2 separate regions of the Mus musculus genome follow, and region 1 is linked to region 2. Evidence: chromatin contacts called from public Hi-C data. All regions are on one chromosome and are shown on one strand. The core of a region is the stretch at or near the end of the contact, and the rest is flanking DNA. Distances in the headings are between cores, read along the strand shown. Region 1 has its middle 53 kb from the start of Cpxm2. Region 2 has its middle 65 kb from the start of Gpr26.

What was found. A called contact is a pair of places that touch in the nucleus more often than the background predicts.
Region 1: a Hi-C map of cerebral cortex shows a contact between it and region 2, with 4 times the contacts expected there. The contact joins two enhancer-like sites. A contact is called at or near these places in 1 of 15 datasets of contacts at CTCF or cohesin (stem cell-derived epiblast-like cells), 7 of 484 Hi-C or Micro-C datasets (cerebellum, cerebral cortex, embryonic stem cells and 4 more), 2 of 115 datasets of contacts at active chromatin or transcription factors (astrocytes and fibro-adipogenic progenitors) and 2 of 9 other capture datasets (embryonic stem cells and pancreatic islet).

The regions. Positions count from the first base shown.
Region 1 is chr7:132,205,560-132,210,759 of GRCm38.p6, forward strand. No RefSeq gene overlaps it. Among named protein-coding and RNA genes, the nearest start is that of Cpxm2, 53 kb to the left of the region's middle. Within about 2 kb of position 3,557, at least 11 of the 459 cell types and tissues checked have an H3K27ac peak or open chromatin away from gene starts, as enhancers often do. A contact at or near this core is called in cerebral cortex, where this site is marked.
Region 2 is chr7:132,028,621-132,033,872 of GRCm38.p6, forward strand. It overlaps a transcript of Cpxm2 not described here. Among named protein-coding and RNA genes, the nearest start is that of Gpr26, 65 kb to the left of the region's middle. Within about 2 kb of position 3,356, at least 18 of the 459 cell types and tissues checked have an H3K27ac peak or open chromatin away from gene starts, as enhancers often do. A contact at or near this core is called in cerebral cortex, where this site is marked.

The DNA of each region.
Region 1 (5,200 bases), core at 2,307-4,806, 180 kb after region 2:
GCCTGCCTCTGCCTCCCAAGTGGTGGGATTAAAGGCGGGCACCACCACCACCCGGCTCACCCAAATTTCTGTGATCTGAATGTATATGCTTTTTCCACCTCAAATTTGCATGCTAGAACTCATTGCTCAGTGTGAGAGTCTTAGTATATGTCTTAGTATTTATCCCAGTACTTGAGAGGCAGAGGCAGACAAAGATGGACTTCTGTGAGTTCAAGGCCAGCCTGGTATACAGAGCTAATTCTAAGACAGCCAGGGTAATATACACAGAGAAACCCTGTCTTGAAAAAAATATAGCTCCATCCGTGGCATTAAGTTACAGCATTGGAAAACTCCAACACTCTCATGAGTCTACCTGCTCCCAAATGCCCTGTCTGTTGTATGCTCTTTGCCCCAAGGTGTGTACTCTCTTTAATCCCCTTTGCTATCTCTTTGACAGGATTTGGGTGGGAGTTCAGGTAAATTTACCCGTTCAACCTCACTTAGCTTCCAAGGTGCACATAATAATCAAAGCTGACCACACCTGCCCAACCCCAGCATCCTGCCATTGTCAACACTAGCCTTGTCTAAATACTCTAACTTGCAACTTCACATCATGGTGGCCTCACCTACCCAGAGAGCCACAGACCCCAAGCAAGCTTATGAAAGTAGACCATGTTATTTGTAACTTAGTACTTCCCCGTTGCCATGACAACAGACTTGACCAAAGCAACTTCAGGAAGAGAGGAAGGAAGAGTTTGCTTTGGATCATGGTGAATGTCTACCCCAGTAGGAGGGCAAGAGAATGAGGCGTATGGTGTCTGCAGCGCAGCTGGCTTCTCCTTTCTCCCTTTTAACTCAGTCCAGGACCCCATCCTAGGGCATAGTTTGTTGGGTGCAGATCTAGGTTTCACCTCCATAACCACACGGACCACTTCCTTATAGTAAATCTCTTTCTCTACATATGAATCTTTTTCTCTAATAGAAACCTCTCTCCATGAATATATACATGTTTACATATATGAGCCATTAAATATTTCATATGTGTGTATCAGCAATTAAACAGAGAATACAGGGAACCAATATAAGCCTTTACTGGTTGTGTTTCTCTGGAGAAACCAGACTCCAAAGCCATTTGGACAAGGAACTTTCAAAGCTCTAGGAACTGGTTCACCAACTAAGGGGAAAAGCACACAGTAGCTAAGAAATCGCCACCTCAGAGTATGCCTCTTTGGCAAAAGGATTCTTTTGAGTTGATTATTTTAAGACTTCCTGAAAACAGTGTAGAATTCGCTCTCCGGTTAGAGAAATTCCCTCCAGAAAACCCTGTGCTTGGGAGAAAGGAGGCCTACGTCTCAGCAGGCTTGTCTATGGTATCCTTTCCGGGTTCCTGCCCCAGACCCTTCTAACTTTTTTCAAGGGACAATAGCATCTACGTCAGAACTCTTAGCTGCCTCTTTGAGACTTGCAACTCTCTCCGGGCATTTCCCATTTGTGAATCAGATACACATGTTTTTAAACTCCTGCTTGCTTCTCTCTTGCTAACCTGTCATTGGTTCCAAGGATCTCTCCAAAGAACAATGGAAGATCCAGAGAATAGTACCTTTCCTGCCTGCAGGCCCAAGCTCTGAGTTGGCCTTTGTACTTGTTGACCCAAGGAGAAGAGCGTGGCTGGAGAACAGTCAGAGAGAGGTGACTGCAGAGTGGCAGAGGGGTCTGCCATCAGTGTCGTGGGCTATTTTCTGATCTCCGTTATATTTAGGAGGAAGGACTGTCTCTGTGCCCCAAAGCCTTCACATGGACTGTACAGCTTTCCACCTCACAGCATCATCAAACCTGCTGCCCGCCACCGAAGTCAAGGACGCAGAAGGGAAGGCTATGAGCTCTCCTGATCTTTTTGTCTTCCAAGGAAGGGGTCCAGTTGAGTCTTGGTTTCTTGCTGTCGAGCCTTTCCTGTCTTCCCAAGGGCAAAACTGCTCAGGTTGAGTCTCCACTATTACCAACAACATTCCCCGTGTTAACAGCATATATTCCAGTCGGAGAACTCAGCGGTGATGTAAACAGTGGTCTCCTTGGCCTTTTGGATCTCAGAAAGCAGAGATTCTAAGTTTAAGTTACTTTGGGGACCCAGATTGCATTAGCCAAAGCCAGCAGAGCCGTAAAAATACCATCTTAGCGTCATCTCAGTAGAAAGCATATTCCTCTAAGTTGAATAAACTTAGCTTATGAAAAACTCATTACATTTCCTTTATGTTCCACATTTAACCTCAGACCAGGGAATGCTTGACTCATTCCTCATGTTTTCCACACAGACCAATGTTTAGAAATTACTTCTCTAAAGTGCATAATGAGAAAAAATTTTTCTGAGATACCATTATGTTAACTTACAAGCAAGTCAATGCCCTACATGTTGGAGGGGCACAAGAAGAGGGATGAGATTTGCAGGCCCAATGCCTGCTGCTTGGACAGTGAACCCCCATCTCACCCCAGCCTTTGATGCCAGCAGTGCTGTTTTTTTTTTTTTTTTTTTTTTGCTCTGATACCCAAGCTCATTCTTCTATGTAGTATCTAGACTACAAGAGTCATTTCTCTTGGTGACAAAGCTGTGGCATGGGCTCGGCTATTCTTCTCGTCACCCCAACCAAGACCAGGGGATGTCCGGCTTGAGGTAGTTAGGAAATAGAGGGAATGTGAAAGGGTGAAGGGCCTCCCTCATTCTTCTGACTTGATTTCCATCCTCAGCTGGCTGACATCTAGTTTTTGTGGTAACTGACCAGACAGCCTGCAAAGGCACTGCATTCTCTTTCCAAGAACTACTATAAAGGACACCGTTAAGAACAGCCTACAGGCCATCCTTAGGTCCACCCTCCTTGTGACTTATGTATAACTACAGATACCCCTGACCATGGTTTTTTGGGGGGAGGGGTTTGCTAGCTCTCCTGCTTCACCCTACATCTTCACAGTGTCCCCCAAAGTCATTCCTCCTCAAGGACAAAATCCTGCTTAGGAGAATAAAAGAAATGTACAACGCATCCTTTCCCTAATAGCTAAGCTCGGAGGCAGACCAAGGAGTTTCAAAGCCCCCAGATCATGTGTACAGGGACTGCTGGGGTGCTTGCATGTGTGCCTCCCCTAACCCGGGCACTTGACTTCTTTAAGTGTATCTTGTCTTCCTGCTTGATCAATAAACTCACTCTGCTCAACTTGGACTCCTCCTAAAGTTATTTTCTGTGAAGGATGTCAAAGACCTGGGTGTGCTCCCGGGGACTCCGGAGGATTCTGGGTGTATGGGCGTATTCCTCTCCTCTGACTGCATGCCTGAAACATTAACCTGTATTTCTTCCCTCTGATGACCCCTCACCTCTCTTTCTTGTTTCTTCCCCTGCCTTCCATGACTCTCCCCCACCCCACATGTACAGCTTTTGCACATGCCCAGAATGCCCCTATGCTTTAGAGCTCCCCCACCGTGTCAGAGTGCCCCCCAGAACATTCTCAGGAACCTCCCTGTCCCCTGAGCTTCCATAACGCGCTCAACCCCACTTGTTTCTCAACCACTTCCAGGCATTTCTGAATCCACCCACTTGCATCCATTGATTGGCAGCTAACACCTACACTGCTCACTATCATAGACACATCAGCTTTATGCCTTCCAGACATGTCCAGTTCAGGGCTGGGGCTGACATAGGGTAAAGCAGTGTTGCCGCTGCCTTCCCTGCAACTCAGCCCACATGCAGGTTGGCTTATAGGAGCCAGGTGAGAGCATCCACTGCTCCGCCTCTCCCAGCTGGGGGAAGCTGCTCTATTATTTTAATGCACATCTCACCCTGATGCATTTATTCTGCAAGTTCTGGTCTCCCTCCAAGCCACTGCCTCTGCCATGCTGGCTGATGCTGTCTATAAACATGACAGTCTGGGGCTATATCGGGATTTTATGAGTCTCTGTGTGAAGCGGATTAAGATTCAGTGTGAAATTCTGCTCCTTTTGAAAACTCCCCTTCCCACTGCTGCCCACCATTCAGTCTCAGCAGCCCTGGCTACCTCAGGGGCTGGATCGCAGTGATCTGTAAGCTGTAGTAGTCACAGCCGATGGAGAACAAGTAGGGACCAGCCACCCTCCCTCTCCTCCAGAGTCACTATTCTTGAAAGCTTATGCTGCTTTTCTTAGTACACAGGCACAGACAGAGGCGGCTAGGCAGTGCCTTCCTTCCTCAAACCTCCACCTCAAGCGAGTGTAAGAGGGTTGGCCAACCGGTTGGCCCTGTCCAGAACTGTCCAAGATTTGGCCTTATGGGTTCCCTGCCTGCGCGAACCAGGATTTATTGGTAGCTAGAAAAAGGTGTCACTTCCAATTAACATTAATCTTAGAGTCAGGAGTCCATGATCTTGGCTTCTAGGGTTCCCAGGTGAGGGAGGGCTGCATGATGCGTGTGAAACCCCAGGGTTCCAGGTACCTGCCCACCTGGATGCTTGGCTCCTTAGGTCATGTCTACAATTTACTCTAAACATGGAAAGAAACTATGGTGGTGGTGGTGGTGGTGGGTCTCTCTCTCTCTCTCTCTCTCTCTCTCTCTCTCTCTCTCTCTCCCTCCCTCCCTTCCCTCCCTCCCTCCCCATCCCCAGAGGTCAGTTCTGCTGAGTAGTGAGGTTGACATGGGACCAGAAAGGAAAGCATGGCCCCCGTGGGAGTCTGTACCTGGAGTCTTGTTACTACTCTTAGTGACTCAGGGCAGAGAAGCAGCCTTGAGGAGAGGGGCTGCAGTTGGGGTCCAAGCTGCGGCTGCCTGCCCTGCTTGGAGACTGATGAGTCCTAGGCCTCCCAATTCAGGGCTCTTTCTGTAGACTGTGGCAAATCACACCCGCCTGGACCATAGCTATTTAAGGGAGGCCAGCTGCTTACTAATGTGGGGATCCTGCCCTTCACTCTGATTGAAACAGAAGTGCGGGAACGGGAATGTGGTCTGCACGGTGACATTTGGCCTACACTTCCCTTCAGCAAGGGCCTGGGAAGCTACACCTGACCCAAATCCTCAGTTTTACCAACCAGCCTCAGCGTGATACTAGGTCTCTATTCTATAGTCACATCGAAAGTGCCCGGGCCCCGCCCCCCATCTTACCTAATCTGGAAAATTCTGCTTAGAAAATTGCACTCTTCTCCCAACCAGCCCTGCAATGCTCTGGAAACTGAGTTTGGGAGGAATCCTCGGTTACTTGGCACCTGGAGCCT
Region 2 (5,252 bases), core at 2,106-4,605:
CAAGGTCACTAGAACCTCTGTTTTCTTGGTTAGATTTTGCTAGAATATAATGTTCTGTAATTCTCAAGACTTTTGTGAGACACAGGAAGAAATATGTAAAACTGCCTTTTAAAAAGTTCCAAGTGGCCATAAAGTCTGCCTGGGCCTCACATCACACAAAATCTTTCTGGTTTGCCAGTGTTGACAAGTGACCTTAATTCATCACATTATGTTCTAACTGTTATCTGGGCTCAGCTCTCGTTTAATAAGTGGATAGAAGTATTTACCTGTTGCTCTGTCTCGTGATGTTAGGAAAGGAAAGTAAAAAGGAACTAACATGTGGAGAGAGAGAGAGAGAGAGAGAGAGAAATAAAAATGATATAAATACAAGGATGTATTTTATAAGGGATGTTAAAGGGAAAGGAGAAATTGTTTTTATAAGGAGAGATTTCTGCAAATAAACAAGGGTTTGTGGCAATCATTAATGACTAGATTTTTCCAAAGTGGAAAAGGAAAACTGAGAGGTCACAGTAAGTCTTAACTGCTTACTGTCTCCTAAGATGCACTCTGGAATATACAATCATGTGCTGGAGAATTCCCTTACCAGTAAAAAGCCGTGCTGTCAGTCAACCAGGTACACTGGAAGCATTCTTATCTGTCCTATGCTAAAGGCCTTATAGATGTTAGAGTTAATACTGACAGTGGGGATGATAGGTGACAGAAGAGATGGATAAGAATACTTGGATATTCTGTACTCAAAGGACACATATATATTCCATGTTCTAGGAAAAAGAGTCCACACATACATATCGTTAGTAGCTTAGGATGTCCACGTTGTAACCCACCCAGCCTAGATGCCCCTGGAAAATGGAAGCTTGTCCCACCACAAACTTAACTAGACTCAGCGTTGCAAGAACTACCTGAGCCTAGATGTCCACAGAAAGAGGGCAGATTGCAAGACAGACACAGACATCACAAGGCTCAGAGGTGTGGGCTGAGCACCTGAGTGTCTGACTGGTTTTGCCCACTCCATAGAATCTACTAGCTCTAGATGAGGAACGAGGCAGTTGGGGTGATAGCCTGCTGCTTCCTCAGACTGCTGGCTCCCGGAGTAAAGAGCAACTTAAACCCCCAGTGCCTGTCTCTGCTCACTGGTTTCTGTTGTGAAAGCAGCACAAACTCTGATATTCTGGAAATCAATTCTTTTACACATCCATGGCATACTTACTGGGGCTGAAGCTAAGGATGGGAGAAAACTCCACATCCATAGGACAGAGCCATCTCCTGCTCCCTCCCCTGCTGTGTCTACTGACCCCATGATGCTGGGTAAGCAGTAGGGGCTCACTAAATAACTTGTTAAATGGATGAATTAGTGGATCAGGGTTGTGCCCGATCAATGTCCCATTCGATTCCTGCTTTGTGGGTACAGGAGTGTTTGTGCAGAGTTCTTACAGTTATTACTGCCTGCATCAGGGAGCTGAGAAGAGATATTAGTAAGTGTTCTCAGGCCACGTGTCGCCATGATGGATTCAGAACGTCACCTGAATGGGCTGTGTCCCAGGTGCTCCTTTCATGGTTGTCTTTTGCTCATGGGGAATGGCACTTCGGCCTCCTGGCCAGCAGCCCGTGATCCCAGTTTCACACTCATTTCCTGCGGACCGAGTATGCTCCACCTCAAATGCTCCATCTCCCTGACTTTACACCAAGCTCTTCTTGGACAGCATCCTCCTCCAGGAGTCTACTGGCCACATCCAAATGTATCAGAGGGCAAAGTGTTAACACCCCTGGGGCAGCCTTTGCCCAGCAGGCAAAAAGCAGGGGTTCAACACTCCTACCTCCTGTCCTCCACTGGATGATAGCAGGGGAACTTCTATTCTTCTGGAAGACCCCCATGGCATGAGTCACTGCTACTCAGTCAGGGACCTTATCTCCTCCACCCACCACTGTTCCTCCTTCCTCCAATCCCAAATCAGTGTCCTGTCAAATAAGCTCCCAGCACCCCAGTTCTTATTGAGACCCAACATCTGGGAAACCCTAAACCAAGGCACCTTATTAAACCAAATAGTTCACTAAGTACAGTGGTCTCCTCTGAATCCCACCTGGAAAGTTTACCAGGTATCTGTCCTTTCCCTAAACACTAGTTTCTCAGACTCCCCATTTTACTGTCTTCCCATCAGAAGGCCAGGGGACTTTCCCTCATGAAAGCCTCAGAGCTACTAGTGTGACCACAGCAAACCCTTAGCTTGTTTTTTTCCCCCTCCACCAAAAAAAAAATCATTTCACCAAAAAAAAACCCCCAAGAGTTTTAAGTATTGTGTAACATGCTTGGCTCAGGCCACCAGATTCCCTTCCTGGAAGAAGGTTCCAGGACCTTCCATGTTTATTGAATAGTTGGGGTCCTTTTCTATGCAAAATCCCCCAGCTCTAAAGTGTCCCAGCCATAAGAGAAGTATTGGCTTTTCCAGTCGAAGGTCTTCCTCTATTTCTCCTGCCTAGCTCACTCACTGCCTCCCGAGGCTGAGGTACATGAGAGGCCAGAATCCCCAGTGACCATGGGCTCCTGTTTCTGTCTTATGCAATGACTCAGGAACCTAAGGTTGGGTGTGCCTGTTCTCAGACTCTTACAGGACAGTGAGAACTTCTGAAATTCCTAACATTGACATGGGGAAAGGTGTGGCTTGCACCAGACATTTCTTTGACTCAGCTTTTCTAAAAAGGCCTGCACTCACATTTCATGCCATTCACTCACATTTCATACCATTCGTGTTTGGTAGAGCCTCATTCGGTCTCTACAGAGGGTCTGGGCAGCAGCAGGATGGGCCTCAGGCATTGCGGGCCCCCCCCCCCTGCAACCGTGAAGAATAACAACATCCTGATTTGCTTTTGCAGGTTCCCGACTGCATCAGCAGCACAGGGCTTGCTTTCACCAGGCACAGCCTGAAATAGACAGTTGTTGAAGTTGGGCCCTTGTTCTTCCTCCCAGCCCCATGCTCCCAGAAATAAGACTCAGACTCAAAAATATATTTACAAATACCTTGGCTATAGAGCTAGGTTCTTCTCTGACTAGATGCAAAGTAAAATATCCCATTTATTCTTGCCTACATTCTGCCATGTGGCTGGCTACTTGTGCTCAGCTACCATGTGTCCATCTGTCTGGGCACATTTTCCCGGTGGATCTTCCCACCTGACTCTCTCTCAGAATCCTCTCTGCCTCCCAGATGTCTCACCTCTATTCCCTACTAATCCATAAGCCATAGGCTTTTTAATTGACAGGTGATGCATCCATACAATACACAAGATATTCTCTCTTCAGACTGGGGCTCTGAAATCCAAGCCTCTGCTGCATGGGGGAGGAAGACAGAGAGCTGAGATACCTGGAGGGAAACCAACTCTGTATAGAAGAAACCATATGCTGTTATCTGGAGCTGTGAACCCTAAGCAAACATAGTCAGGTGGCAGAGTTGAGCTAATGCGGTTTGTTTGTCTGTTCTACATCAGAAGGGATTGGGGCAGGGTAAAAGCTGGCACAGCCCCTCCTGTGCAGCCCTTACTGGTAGGGCAGTAAATTGGCCACTCCCATCTCCAACCATCTACTCATTTGCACAGCAGGAGAGGAGGAATTGTGGAGAGGGACAAATCAGATGATGGTGGGCAAAGTGCTGGGTAAATGTAATGAATGCATTTACCCAGCAGGCCTACAATAAATGGAGATGAGTTTACCAAAGCAGAAAGGTCCCTCCTGGCTGCAGGCTTGCTCACAGCTGGCCATGAGTGGGGAGAGACAGACGGTAGACTCAAATCTATCTCCAGCCGCACGAGAGTGAGCTACTCACCAGGGTTCGTTCGAGCAAGGGGGCCACCCACCATCCCATCTGTTCTGGAGAATTCTGAAAGGCAGAAAAAGAGGATGGGCAGCTGGGTCACAGAGCAGACTGCAGGTGCCCAGGTATGGGAAGGTGCAGAGAGCTGAGGAGAGCATCCTTAGAGAATATCTGACTACTCTCTGATTGGTTCCAAATTTAAGGAAGTATTCTGCAAAGTTCTTTGTCGGTTGAGCAACTAGAAAGGATAAGCAGTTTTCAGAAGCTATTCATGAAGCTCTTTATTCTCTAGAAATACAGAGTTGTGCAGGCCAGTGAGAGAGATTCTGGTTCCATAGCCTGAGGTGTGCAATGCAGTAGTGATGGCAGCGTGCTGGAACACTGAATGCTTTCTTCAGGCTACTTAACAGTGGCCACTACACTGTGAGCATCGTCAGCCTAGGAACAGGAGACAAAGAGTTTGGGCAAAGGGCCTTCACTTGAGACAGAATATAAAAACCCCAGTTGTGAATAACCCAGTAAACATGAAGCGTCAGTCACAGCCCAGCTTTGTGGCTTCAGGTTTCAATTCCCTGGGGAGGATACAATTAGAAAATGGGCTAACCTGTTACTGGGTTCAATGCTGCTTAGCATTGGCTATGCTGGCCTTTGCAGCCCTGTCACTGGGACAAACATGCTCTGAAGCATGTGACGTTATATGTTCTACAACATGTCACATTAAACCCTTGGCACCTGAAGCCAAGATGGTTGACATGTCCAGAGGCAGGCATCTAAGGGACTGCTGTGGCAGCATTCTGGTGGCTCCAGGCTCTGCCATCCTTAAGGCTTGGTTCCCCTCTAAATTAGTCATCAAAGGCAGCTGCAGGAGCACCGGCTCTGTGCCCCTGTTCCACATTGTCAGGAGAAAGGAGAAAACAAAGGAGACACTCCTTCAAGAGCCTTCCCAGGACTGTCACTCATAGTTCCTTGTACAAAGATTAAACATGACACCACCAGTACTCACAAGGACAGTTGGGAAGTGCAGCCATTTTTCTGTCCATATTTGGTGCAGAGAAAATAAATAACCAAATTAATAGGCTTTTCCTACCTCCTCTCAACACTCAGAACGTTTCTGTGGCCAGATGTATGGGAATTTCTAAAAACTGTATTCTGTGTGAGGGTATTTGTATATGAGTGCAGTGCCCACAGAGGCCAGAGGTGACAGTTCTCTCTGGGGCTGAGGATACAAGTGGCTGTGAGCAGCCTGATGTGAGCATTGAGAATCAGATTCTAGTGCTGCCCAAAAGAGCAGCATGCTCTTAACCACTGAGCCAGCTCTTCAGACCCAGAGGGTTTTTTTGATTTTTTAAAACGTGTGTGTGTGTGTGTGTGTGTGTGTGTGTGTGTAAAAGAGAGAGACAGACAGAGACAAACAGACAGACAGACAGACAGACAGAATGTACGCCAGATGTG